Linked DNA regions of Hordeum vulgare: region 2 is linked to region 1. A link is a contact called in public Hi-C data. All regions are on one chromosome and are shown on one strand. The core of a region is the stretch at or near the end of the contact, and the rest is flanking DNA. Distances in the headings are between cores, read along the strand shown.

Region 1 (2,873 bases), core at 32-2,531:
CAAAAGAGAAGAAAGCCTATGAGAAACTAGCTGAACATTCTATCATAATGGTGCAAGGGGAAAGGGTGTAAACTGTCCAATAAGGGCTTCTAAAATAATTTAAAAAAAAACAGTGGCAACACAATTTCACTGTGTTCCTTTACATGAACACATTATGAGCAGACGAGACCTATTGAGCATGAAGAAATTTATGTTGCCTGACATATGGATTCCTCGACATTGTCACGGCAGAAGCAACAAGAGCATGACATACATATAGTAGTAGGGCAGATCGCACGATAATTACACCATTTAAACTTGCTTCTAAATCACCAGGTCGAGCACGCACGCTATTAAATCCTTGAAATGGGGATTGCCTACCAACGCGACTGGACGTCAAGGCCGCGTCTCTCACAAGACAAGCAACCCCTGTAACGTCCAAAGTAAGCCAAATTCCACAAGCAAGGCCACGCGGGTTGCGGCCACTCTCTCACCAAACAAGCAGCACTTTCAGTGTGACAGTCTGGGGGCACTGCCACTGGCAGGATACAAAGCCAAGACAACCCAACCGGAGCACAAAACCAACCCCAAATCCACACCGACTACAATCAAAACCTAGTACAATCACGCAATTTAATGGCCTGATCCAGCGAAACGCGTCCAATTTGTCACACGTCGGGAGACAAACAAAAGAAACGAACAACCAACGCGACCTGGCTGGAAGGAAGGGGTAGGAGGCCCGAGCAGGCGAACTCACCATGCGAATGGCGAATCTCAACTGGAAACCCCGGCGGCTTCAGCTGCTGCTGCTGAACTGGCTGGTCACCTCCGTCGCCGTTTATTAAACAAACCCACGCCAAGCGCAGACGAGACGCGACGCGATCGATTGGGAACTCCAAGAAGCAGGGCACCTTGCAGTCGTTGCTCACTGGATAAGAGCAGTTTATTAATACTAGTAGTAGCACCAAGGCGCTGTCGATCAAATCTGACGAGCGGTGAGGGAGACGGGCGGGAATGAGTAGGAGGTGGCAGTGGAGACAGGGGCGGAGTGGCGAAGACGGCGACGGACAGGGTGTGGCGTCCAAGCCACGGCTCGGAAAGGGCGGGCCGGTAGATGCGTGGTGGGGTACCACTGGTGGGATAGGACTGAAGGAAAGTGCGGCTCCGGCCACCGGCTTTGCGCTTTTCCGCGTGACTGGGTTTTACCGGCGGGGTGGCCGGTTGTTCACACCTGAATTTATTGTTGAAGAAATTTGCATAGAAGCTGGTAGATCTGGTACCCTGGAGCTCTTGCAACATGCCGTATCCGTCGATCTGTGGTTGTCATCGTCTGGCTGATCTGGTACTCTGGTACGTACTGGTAGATCTGACTGATTTGGTCCATCTCATCATCTGGCAGACGATAGAGTTGCTCTACTAAATGAAGCATGAGTTCGGGACTAGGAGGCATTAATGGGTGGGTATCCCTGTACGGGTTTATGGTTCCATGAATTGGGTCTGTTTGCTTGGCAAATCTGGTCTGAACAAGACAAAGACGCCTGGGTTCGGCTACGTGTGCGGCTGCGCCTGCGGACGGCCAACCCCAATTGCGATGTTTATTGTAAATAAAATAATTCAAATACTTAAAAATACAGCTGTATTATTACGTCGCGTCGAACGCACGTCTACGAGTATCCGATACTTGCGCGCATGACTCCTTCCTTGTCGAGATGTACCTGACGTCCTTAGGTGGTGGATGATTAGAATTCCATATGCATGTGATGATGTCATCTCACTTTATTTTATAGTATTTTTAAAAAAAAGATATAACTCTTAAACTAAGCGTCAGAACGAAAATCTGTATTTATCATTAGGTTTCTCGCGACGAGATCTTTAAAACTAGATTTCATAACGAGATATTTCAATGATTTCTTTTAAAAAATAACTTTGGTTCTAGTCGAGGCGATTTTAGTGCTAAACATAAGCAACTTTATTGCACCATGTGTACTAGTGAATTTACCTAAAAAGTATATCATAGACAACATAAAAAACTATGTGGGACAAATTTATTGTATTTAGGCAACTCAACATCATTTGTAAGTAATCATGTGAACCTCAATGATGACGTAACATGCATTAACTTCGGTATGAAAGAAATTAAAAATATATATTTTTCAAACCACGTGTCGGAACTATGATCCGTTTTCATCGTTGGGTTTCTGATGACGAACTCTTCAAAACTAGATCTCATATAAGTATGTTTTAAAGAAAAAAATCAAAAGCAACTTCGATGCTAGATGAGGCAACTTTAATACTAAATAGGGGCAATTTTGATGCTAGATGGATTTATTAGTGAATTCACCTACTAGGCTACTAATAGTTGTGTGCAGTAGTCTAATAGATGGTTACCATGGTTGCTAAATTGCATACATCAAAAAAATTCTAGATACTTTAGTTGTCTATGATAATGTGAAAGTTGTTTACGATAGGGTGGAAGGTTGCCTAACATGAGTTGTAAGTTGTCTACGATACTATGAAAGTTATCCATTAAGGGGCCTAAGATGCCTACGATGTTAACAAGTTTTCGTGGGATCTAAGTTGTCTATCATGATTTCAAATTTTGAAACTACATAAGGATGGATGGTATGAGAGCCTTGTTCTTTTCTTTCTGGGGAAGTCCACCCGCCTACCCTACTGAGCGTGCGGGTGTTGCTAGCCAAGTCACGGTGTTGATTAGTTGCATAAGTGGGGACAGATGAGAAGTTGTCTATGGGGTGATGAGAAGTTTCGTAGGGGGTGGATCAGATAGTTGCTCGCAAACCTACACAAGTTGTTCATAATTTTGGCACGAGTTACGCGCAAAAATAATTGAAATATTCAGATATAATGATGGAAAACACCACATGGGTTGCTTG
Region 2 (3,163 bases), core at 180-2,679, 340 kb after region 1:
ACATGGACAAATTTTAGCAGAAGGACAAACATAAATTATTTCCGTATCAACTAAAAACCCACAGGCCTAAATATATTTCCCAAAGCTACCGGAGCACCTAAAAATATTCAAACACCTTAATTCACAGACCTAAATATATCCAAATCTACGGGAGCAACTAAAATTATTTAAACACAATAATTCACAGACTTAAATATATTACACTAAGCTACGGGGACAGACGTTGAATCTTACCCTTGAAGCGTGCGAAGAAAAAACAAACGACGAACACTGAGACAAGAATGACGAACGCAACAGCCTCCACTACCACCGCCACGTCCACCACCACCACCACCTCCACTCAACCTCCTCCACCACCACCACCACCTCAACCACCTGCACTACCACCGCCACCTCCACCACCACCACCACCACCTCCACTCAACCTCCACCACCACCACCACCACCTCAACCACCTGCACTACCACCACCACCACCACCTCAACCACATGCACTACCACCACCAAAATGGTCAACGTCACCACCACGAACTACCCCATCACACGATCGATGGTTCGCTTGACTCCCCTAACCCTCTAAAGCCCAACTACGGTGGAAAATGAGGAAAAAATCGACTCAGATTCCGTGTATAAATGAGTGTGTTTTCGTGTGGGGAGAGAAGCAAAGAGGAGGAGAGAAAAGAAGAGGAATGAAGGGGGAAGAAGGGGGGAGTGGGGCGGCAGAGGCCTACCTGCCTCCCGTCGGCTTCGTCGAGGCCGACTGGCCTTATCGGCCAGTAGTAGGCCGACTGCCTAGCCACCAGGCCGAGTGACCGGTTGTGACGTGGCCGAGCCAATCGTCGACTCCCACGTGGCCGACTAGCCACTAATCGGCTAAGCCGCGGCCGACTAGACCCTTTCGGCCACAACAAAGCCGACTAAAGCGGTGCGGCTGATGCCGTATTATTTTCGCAAACTTTCGAAACGATATATTATTTGTGTAGTTAATTAAAAAATGTAATATTTAAAAAAATTGACGTAGTTGCATGGGTTGTATGAATTTAAGATATGAGATTTGAGGTGTCCGGATGTAGACTACATTATTTGAGGACCGTTCAGTGTCCGTGCACGCATCCGGACACGTTCGCGGGCGTTTGAGACATCGGATTTGAGGGGTCCGGCTGTGGATGCTCTAACACCGGCTTGATTTTTTTTTCCGGACTGAACTCCCGTTTTAATAAAATGTGTCCAATGGCATTCCTAAGAAAGAAAGAGCATTCAAAAAACTGGATGGACGGATCCATCGATCCCCAGTTAAACAAATCGAACGCATTGCACATGGTACGACTGTGAAGCCGGTGTTGCACGCTTCACTGCACGTGGGGCCGTGGCGCCCCATGCACCCACATGGCCACATCTCGGTCCGTCACCTCGCCCGGAGCGGACGCGACCCGCGTTCTCGGCACCCGCAAACGCAAACGCGCGCGGCTTCCACGGTTCCTCTACGCGCCGCTCATTCCCCTCCCCGTCCGTCCACTCCCGCAGGCCTCCGGGACGCGCCGCGCCGCGCCGCGCGTGCGACGTAGGAACCGGCCGTTGATTCCATCCAATCCCCAAGCATGGGCACGGGAGAGGACGACGACGTGACGACGGCAGAACCAGGCGGAGAGGATCAGCAGACGCGGGAGGCAGGAGAGGGAGGAGGGGTGGTGGCGAGCCTGGTGGGCAAGGCCAAGGGGTTCGTCGCGGAGAAGATCGCGCAGATCCCCAAGCCCGAGGCATCGCTAGAGCGGGTCTCGTTCAAGAGCATCAGCCGCGAGGGCGTCGCGCTCCACAGCCATGTCGACGTCAGCAACCCCTACTCGTACCGCATCCCGATCTGCGAGCTCACCTACACGTTCAAGAGCGACGGAAAGTTCGTGCACTCGATCATCTTGCATCCTCAACGATCATCTTTGGCCATATGCACACCCTTATATGTCATGGTTTCTCCCGTGATTCCAGGGTCATAGCATCAGGCACGATGCCTGACCCGGGCTGGATCGGCGCGAGCGGCACCACGAAGCTGGAGCTGCCGGTGAATGTGCCCTATGACTTCGTCATGTCATTGATGAAGGATCTGAGCGGGGACTGGGACATCGACTACGTGTTGGAGGTCGGGATCACCATCGACCTCCCCGTCATCGGCACCTTCACCATCCCGGTCAGCACCGAGGGGGAGATGAAGCTCCCCACGTTTCGGGATTTGTTTTGAACAATTTAGCTGCACGCTGTTTTGCCCCACCTTAACCCTGGGTGTAAAAAAACACTGTCAACGACGAGGCCTTTGACGGTCCGGTTGTCTGATCCGTGGATGACTGTTGAAATTAGATTTGTGCTGCAAGTCTTGGCATTCTTTTTTGGGAAAAGATTTCTTTCTACCGGTCGATTTAATTCTGAGCATCTGTCGTCTCTAGCACGGGACGCGTGTCCTGTACGAACCCTCCGCACCGCATCGTTCTTTTTCTTATCCTCAGTCATGCTTTCCTTCTCTCATTGTCTTTCTTCCTTCCGGTCCTTGCCCAAGCCATTGACGTACTTCCTTTATTCACATCCATCACAACCACCCTTCATCAGTGTTCATATTCGTCACACGCTGCAACCCATGAAGCTCAAGAGGGCTTGAATACAAAGAAGAGATTGACCTGAGATCTTTTCCTCGGCTCCCCATGATGCACGCCGGCGACGCTGCGGGTGAGATATGACACACTCCGCTCTTGCTGCAAAGAGGGATTATACGTAAAGCTGTTTTGCAACTTCACCAATGTTTTTAAAACAAATCTCTTGTTAAAATAATTGGTTAATTACCGACATGTTTCTAAAATAAAGCTCTTATTGCAATAATCACCTTAGTTTTTGAAAAAAAATCTGCACCACAATCTATATTATAACTGTTTTCGCAACAAAACCGTTGTTGCGGGAATCTGCAACACAATCTGTGTTATAAATGTTTCTGTAACAAAGCGGTTGTTGCGAAAATATGCAACACAATCTCTGTTATAAATGTTTCTACAATAGAGTCGTTGTCGTGGGAATTAATGTGTGAGGAAGGCACAAACGGAACGTAACAAGACATCGATCGGACGCTGCCCACGCGTAGATCAACGGCCATCAAGGTGGCAGATGTATAACATACATCCACCAGT

What was found. A called contact is a pair of places that touch in the nucleus more often than the background predicts.
Region 2: a contact with region 1 is called in a Hi-C map of seedling, with 2.9 times the contacts expected there. The contact joins the promoter of LOC123439986 here to the promoter of LOC123443916 in region 1. A contact is called at or near these places in 1 of 6 Hi-C or Micro-C datasets (seedling) and 1 of 1 datasets of contacts at active chromatin or transcription factors (embryo).

The regions. Positions count from the first base shown.
Region 1 is chr3H:380,313,372-380,316,244 of MorexV3_pseudomolecules_assembly, forward strand. It overlaps LOC123443916 (neutral ceramidase), which reads right to left and starts at 1,282. Exons shown (of 10, transcript XM_045120479.1): 1 at 737-1,282.
Region 2 is chr3H:380,649,297-380,652,459 of MorexV3_pseudomolecules_assembly, forward strand. LOC123439986 (late embryogenesis abundant protein Lea14-A-like) reads left to right here and starts at 1,430. Exons shown (of 2, transcript XM_045116582.1): 1 at 1,430-1,893; 2 at 1,983-2,386. The coding sequence starts at 1,598. The coding sequence ends at 2,232.